Regions from separate parts of the Mus musculus genome. Here region 2 is linked to region 1. The links are chromatin contacts, called in public promoter capture Hi-C maps. All regions are on one chromosome and are shown on one strand. The core of a region is the stretch at or near the end of the contact, and the rest is flanking DNA. Distances in the headings are between cores, read along the strand shown. Region 1 holds the start of Tep1 (telomerase associated protein 1). Region 2 has its middle 15 kb from the start of Rnase9.

Region 1 (3,289 bases), core at 456-2,955:
TAGGGATGGTTTTAGAACTCTCTCTCTCTCTCCCCCCCACACACACATTTATTTCTCACAATTAGGATAATTTTTAGCATTTAATATTTAGTAGGTGGGACTTAAGAGTGCTAGACCCTTAGTAACTGTGCAGAGCACTTCTACAGTGAGGGGCATTCTTGTGCTTACAACTTTGAATGATTCTGCCAGTCATTCATGCACATTAAAAATCCATGGGGCTATGAGATGGTGGCATGCATTTTAATCCTAGCACCCAGGAAGCAGAGGCAGGCAGATCTCTGAGTTAAAGGCCAGCCTCGTCTACAGACTGAGTTCCAGGATAGCCAGGGCTACACAGAGAAATCCTGTCTCGGAACTACAACAAAATCTATTAAAATTACTATTTATCTTTAGGGGTTTTTCATTTTTATATTTATTTATTTACTCACTTACTTATTTTATGGAGGCAAATGCTCCCTAAGGAATCTGGCTTGAACTTGAGATCCTTCTGCTTCAGCCTTTAAAATCTCTGGAATTATAAGGGTATATTACCTGGCTAGTAGTAATTTACATACAAAACAGACCTCCACCCACACACTCCACTTTGTATTTATGAGTTTTGCCTCTATGTATGTCTGTGCACCACCTTCATGCCAAGTGCTCTTGGAGTTTAGAAGAGGTCACCATGGGTAATTAGAGTTACCAATGGTTGTGAGGCATGATGTGGGTGCTGGGTACTGAACCTAGGCCTTCTGCAAAAACAGATTCTCTTCATTTCTGAGCCATTAGAGGGCAGCCTGGTCTACATAGTGAGCTGCAGGCCAGCTGGGGTTATATAGATAGACCTTGTCTAAAAATAAAAGCCCAAATCCCCAAAATCAAAATTTAAAAAAATTTGTTGCTGGGCGTGGTGGTTGGTGGTGGGGTATGCCTTTAAATCCCAGGAGATGGGAGGCAGGGGCAGGCGGATCTCTGTGAGTCAGAAGCCAGCCTGGTCTAAACAGTGAGTTCCAGGACATCCAGGGTTACATAGAGAGACCCTGTCTGAAAAAGAAAGAAACAATCAAAAGGGTTTGGTTTATTATCTCAGGTAGTTTGTCGCAGTAACAAAAAGATAACATAATGAACTCAAATAGCATGAGTAGAGTTAACTCTTTGATCTTCCTGCCAGAGCCTTCTAAGTACTAGGATTACATGTGTGTGCCACCATTCTGAATCATATTTTCAGAGGTTTTCAGTCAAGGATCTCTTGACCCTCTTGCTTTGGCCTGTGGCAAAGCAGTTCACGGATGGGGTGGAGTGGGATTGAGTGGGGTGGCGACAGACGAAACTGTTTACTTTCATGGTGGATGAAAGGAAGCAAAAGGGAGAGAAGGGGCCTGACTTTCAAAGGTCAGCCAAGGGCACACTCTCAGCGATCTTTCTTTCTAAACGTTTCACCACCTCCCAACAGCTGCCCAAGGCTGGCATGATTTTAGCACATAAGCCTCTGGGGTATTTTCAGGATACATAATAGCATCAGAGCATGATTGTATTGGGTGGAAATACAACTCGGTTGGTAAAGTTGGCCTAGCCGGAAGTATAAATCCCTAAACTGTGCAAATCAAACCGGGTGTGGTTAGCACAACCCTATAATCCCGGCATTTGCGATATCCTACACGCGGCAGCCCCGCCCTCAGCCCCGCCCTGCCCCCAGCCCCGCCCCTCCCTCGCCCAGCCTCACCCCTTGGCCTCACTAGGGTGTTGGTTTTCTTTCAGTTCTCTGCTTCCAACCAGTCCACTGGCTGACCCAGGCCGGTTTCTGCTCCCCGTTGCGGAGAACCAACGCGCCTCTCATTGCGCACAGCTTTTCCAATCCTGAGCGCAGGTAGAGCCCTGGCCGAGACCTGTGTCAGCTGGACTCCCGGAAGGACCTCTGGGCGAGCGTGGTGCAGCCGCTTAGTCCTTCCGGGCGGCTGGCAGGGAGGTGGGGTGGCCTTAGTGGGGCGGAGGGATAGATGCTCAGAGAGAATGGGTTCCTTTTGCCTTAAAGAATCCTAGGAGGGAGTGACTGTAACAAATGAAGAGTGTTGTGATCACTTTTGGCAACAGAAACTCACTAGACTGACACGTTTAACAGTAATGGACACTAAGGTGCCAACGCGGTAGGCCTCCACGACTTCCTAAGAAAAGAATAGCGTCTGAAGTATGGCTTCAGGTGCAAGGCCAAAGAAAAGGGACCGGGGTAGGAGTGGAGGCAGGTATACATACAAACTAGTGTATACACAGAATGTCAGTATAAAACTATCAATACCAGTTATCTCTGGAACTTGGGGAAGAACTTTTAAGCTTTCAGAAGTTAATCAGAATCTCTATAAACTCCAGAGAGGAAAAAAATTACATGTCTTTATTTCTCTGTTAACTTAAAATTTTAATTGAGAACTTGTTTTTCACTCTTGGATTATGCCAGATGTGGCTGTGTATGTCTTAATCCTAGCACTGGGGAGGCAGAGGCAGGTGGCTCTCTGTGAGTTGGAATCTGTATAGTAGTTCCAGGTCAGTCAGACCTTTTTAGTGAGACCTTGTTTCAATACATACATACATACATACATACATACATACATACATACATATTGGATTAATTCTGAAATTCCTTATTACTCGTTGGGTGTGTATATGTGTGTATGTGTTTGTTTGTGTGTGCAAGAGTATGTGCATATGCGGATATATATACGGGTATGTGGAGACTAGAACTCCACACCAGGTGTCTTATTCTATTGCTTCTCGAGTTACTTTTGGTAGGCTGGCTGGCCAGCTTGATGTAAGAATCTGCCTGCCTTTCAGTGTTGGGATTACAGTCATAGACTACTGAGCCTTACTGTCATCTAGATGTTTTATCAACTGACCTATCTTTCTAGCTTCCCACCTTTTTTTTTTTTTTTTTTTTGGACAAAGTCTCCTATATTCCAGGGTGATTTTGATCTTTTAACTTGCTATGTAGCCAAGGATGACCTTTGAACTCCTAACCCTTCTGCCTCGGCCTCAAGTGCTGGGAGTGCAGGTGTATGCCAGCCCAGCCCTCACTACTTTTTTTTTTTCCTTGTAGTACAGGGACATGAGAGGAATAGCAAGACACATTTTCTTTTGAGAAAGAGAGTGTCAGTGCTCACGTGGACCTGGAATTTGCTATGTAGCCCAGGCTGGCCTCCATGTTCTTATGGTCTCCTTTTCAGCTGTGATTCTAGACAGGTCACCGCTATGCCATGCCAGGCTTCTCTCTAAGCTTTTGCTTTCCCTTTTCCCCCCTGTCCCCTTAGAATTACGCCTGGAT
Region 2 (3,437 bases), core at 538-3,037, 160 kb before region 1:
CATATACCATTAAGAATTCATAACACACACACACACATACACACACACACGCACACACACACACACACACACACACACACACACACACACATTTTATGATAGCTGCACTGTTAATAAAAACCACGAACTTGATGAGGGAAAATCATCAACATTTCTGTAGTTGCTCCTGGAAAATAAAAAGTTAGATGAGAAAAAACATTAAGGTGTATCTATATCATTTTAATTCCCTATTAAAACAGGAAGATCTGAGCCAGGTTTGGCCCAACAGATAAAGGTACTGGCCACCAAACCTATGACTGGAGTTAAGTCCTCAAAATCTCCATGATGGAAAGACACAGCCAACTCCTTCAAGTTGTTCTCTGACCTCCCTAAGAATACTTAAGCAGTACTGTGATACAAGCATGCACATGCACACATACAATAAATAAATATGCAAATAAATGTATTTAAGTAAAAATATCTTGTTTGCAGCCAGGGCTCCATGGTGAGAGCCTGTCTTGAAAAACCAAGAACAACGTTCTGCTTGTTTGTTTGTTTCTCTTCTAGACCCAGGTGGTTCAGGAACTGCACATTACCATGCAGACATAGCCAAGTCCAAGAACCGCACCACACACCACCAATCCTGAAAATGGCACAGAAATGGTATGTGGTGGTGGTTTAAGTAGGTATGACCCCCATAAGCTCCTGTGTTTGGATGCTTGGCCACAGGGAGTGGCACTATTAGGAGGTGTGGCCTTGTTGAAGTAGGCATGGTATTATTGGAGGAAGTGTGTCACTGGGGAGGCTGGCTTTGAGGTCATATATATGCTCATGTTCCACCCAGTATGGACAGTCCCCTCCTTACTGTCTGTGGATAAAGATGTAGAACTCTCAACTCCTTCTCCAGTACCATGTCTACCTGCATACTGCCACACTCCCCAGTATGATAACTGAAAGCCAGACACAGTTACAAGCAAAAGCAGCTCAGGAAGAAGTGGTTTGTTCAGCTTACATGTTAGTCCATCACCTAGGGAAGCCAAGACAGAATCCAAGGTAGGAACTGACACAGAGGCCATGGTGGGGACACTGGTCACTGGCTCGCTTCCATGGCTTGCTCAGCTTGGCTTCCTGTATAACCCAGGACCACCTGCCAGGAATGGAACTGCCCATAGTGGGCGGGGCCTTCCCACATCAACCATTAATCAAGAAAATTTCCCACAGACATGCCCACAGGCCACCTGAGGGAAGCAGTTTCTCAACTGAGACTCTGCCTTACCAGACAACCCCAGTCTTTGTCCAACTGACTAATAACCCAGAATAATGGGAATTATCAGTCTTTAAAAGCAATTCAAAGGGCCTAGGTCTTTAAATGTGAAGAAGGGACATGAAGAAAGTATATCTCATTTTTAGTGTGATATAAATCTGATTGTAATAATAACTTGGAATAATAATTTAATATAGCAGCAGAGAAATAAGCATGGTGCCTTGCTGTCCGCATTTCTTTTCCCTTCAAATATTGAGGCACATTTATTGTAGCAATGAATTTGAATTCAACTGTTTTTATATAAATATAATATTATTTTTCATCATTTAAATACTAATTTTCACTTTAAAGAGTAAAAAGAGTTAATATATAAAAGCTAATCATATTCCACCATCCAGGGAATTATAAGTATTGGCCTTTTCAGTACAGTTTCAATACATCAGTACCAGCATACTCAACTTTATTAAGAAATCATGATACACAGATGCTGTTAGAGCCAAGCTGTTTCACAGTTAGTTAAAGGCTGATACACTAGCGCCACCTGGTGCTGTATATCATAAACAGTTCCGCACCTGGTATCTTAAAGTTTCAAGTATACATATGCATGCATGCACATGTGTCATATCAGCAACATTTAATTATTTGTGTTTTAAAGAAAAGGCTAAGCTAGGTGCGCAGCAAGATTATGGGAAGGTAAGAATACTTGATTTTTTTCTTTCCTGTTTTTATTTGCAAAGTCCCTACGATTTGCTTACTAATTGCCCACATAATTTGTTGCAGGTAGCACTTATAAAATACGAAGTGAGTCAGGCATGGTGACTCTGGAGGCAGAAGCAGCAGATGATCACTCTATGAGTTATATGCCAGCCTGGGTTACAAGTGAGTTCCAGGCTACTTGGAACTATATAATGAGATGCATACACATACCATGAGAACTAGGGTCAAGCTCAGTAGAGTATTTGCCTAGCAGGAGTGAGGCTCTGTGTTTGAATCCCCAGCACCACAAAGTAATAAATAAATGAGATGTCCAAGGGACTAGAAAATAAACTTAACAATTTTTCATTTAAATATCCTGCATTACTTAGAGAGCTATTGTTTCATAAGTCTAAAAGGGAGCACTTAAATAAATGCACAGTTTTTTGGCTAAAGCAACTGTCTTCCAGTAGTTGGCCAAAATGACAAGCAAGGAGGGAGAAGAGGAGAGATTCTCGAAACATGTTCTCTATGTGTTTGTAAAAACATGGAGCTATTCTGTGTGTGCGTATGTGATATATATATGTATATATACACATATATGTATATATATGTATATATGTGTATATATATGTGTGTATATGTGAACATATGCGTGTATATATGTGTATATATATAGGTGTGTGTGTGTGTGTGTGTGTGTGTGTGTGTGTGTGTGTGTGTGTATCTTGAGGAAGAAGGGAGTTAGTCTTGAAATCAAGAGAATGGACACTGTTCAGAAAGAAATGTCCCGTGAATTTCACTATGCCAAGCTAGAGCAGTCCACAGTGTGGCTCAGTGCGCTGCTGGCATGTGGTACAGACAAACGGGCGAAGGGAGGGAAAGATTCTTGCCAAGAGGGTGTGGGTATCAAGCACATGAAACTCTCTAAAGGTTGATACAGCTTTCTGAAAGAAATGAGGGAAAATGATGAGGAAAAAGAGGGGGCAAAGAGAAGGGTCCCAGGTTCAGGGGGAAAATGGCAGCCTGCTCCTCTTGTAAGCACTATGAGGACTAACAAAAAGAATCAGAGCTACAGAAACCCCTTCCCATCAATCCATGAAACCCCTTCCCATCAATCCATGGCTTCACAGAGGTACAAACAGAAGCAGGAGACCTAGGCTGTGAAAGGGTTTTTCTTAGATTGAAAAGTGGTATCTTCTACTACACACACACACACACACACACACACACACACACACACACACACACACACACACACGCACGCACACACACAAACCTTTGCTTTATTTCATTTTACCTTCCCTTATTTAAATTTACTGGTTTGTTTTGTTTTGCTGAAAGGCTGTGGCTTAGTGAGAAACAAATGCACTCTACTGACTACAAAATGGTCAAGTGTTTATAAAATGTTTCTACTGATTTCAAGACAGTTCCTCTAAATCACCATGGGGAAAAAGATGTAAAAAAAAAAAAAGTCAGTGGAAAATCAGACACGAGGTGT

What was found. Promoter capture Hi-C pulls out the DNA fragments that hold promoters and counts their contacts.
Region 2: a promoter capture Hi-C map of pre-B cells shows a contact between it and region 1, with 3 times the contacts expected there. The contact joins the enhancer-like site here to the promoter of Tep1 in region 1. A contact is called at or near these places in 12 of 39 promoter capture datasets (the C10 cell line, the HPC-7 cell line, cranial neural crest and 6 more), 2 of 484 Hi-C or Micro-C datasets (beige adipocytes and embryonic fibroblasts), 4 of 115 datasets of contacts at active chromatin or transcription factors (the SCID.adh cell line, bone marrow-derived macrophages, embryonic stem cells and 1 more) and 2 of 9 other capture datasets (adipose tissue and liver).

What each region holds. Positions count from the first base shown.
Region 1 is chr14:50,868,970-50,872,258 of GRCm38.p6, reverse strand. It overlaps Tep1 (telomerase associated protein 1), which reads left to right and starts at 1,705. Exons shown (of 55, transcript NM_009351.2): 1 at 1,705-1,846. Gm26782 (a long non-coding RNA gene) reads right to left here and starts at 1,963. Exons shown (of 3, transcript XR_874615.2): 1 at 1,703-1,963.
Region 2 is chr14:51,025,276-51,028,712 of GRCm38.p6, reverse strand. No RefSeq gene overlaps it. Among named protein-coding and RNA genes, the nearest start is that of Rnase9, 15 kb to the left of the region's middle. Within about 2 kb of position 1,787, at least 6 of the 459 cell types and tissues checked have an H3K27ac peak or open chromatin away from gene starts, as enhancers often do. A contact at or near this core is called in pre-B cells, where this site is marked.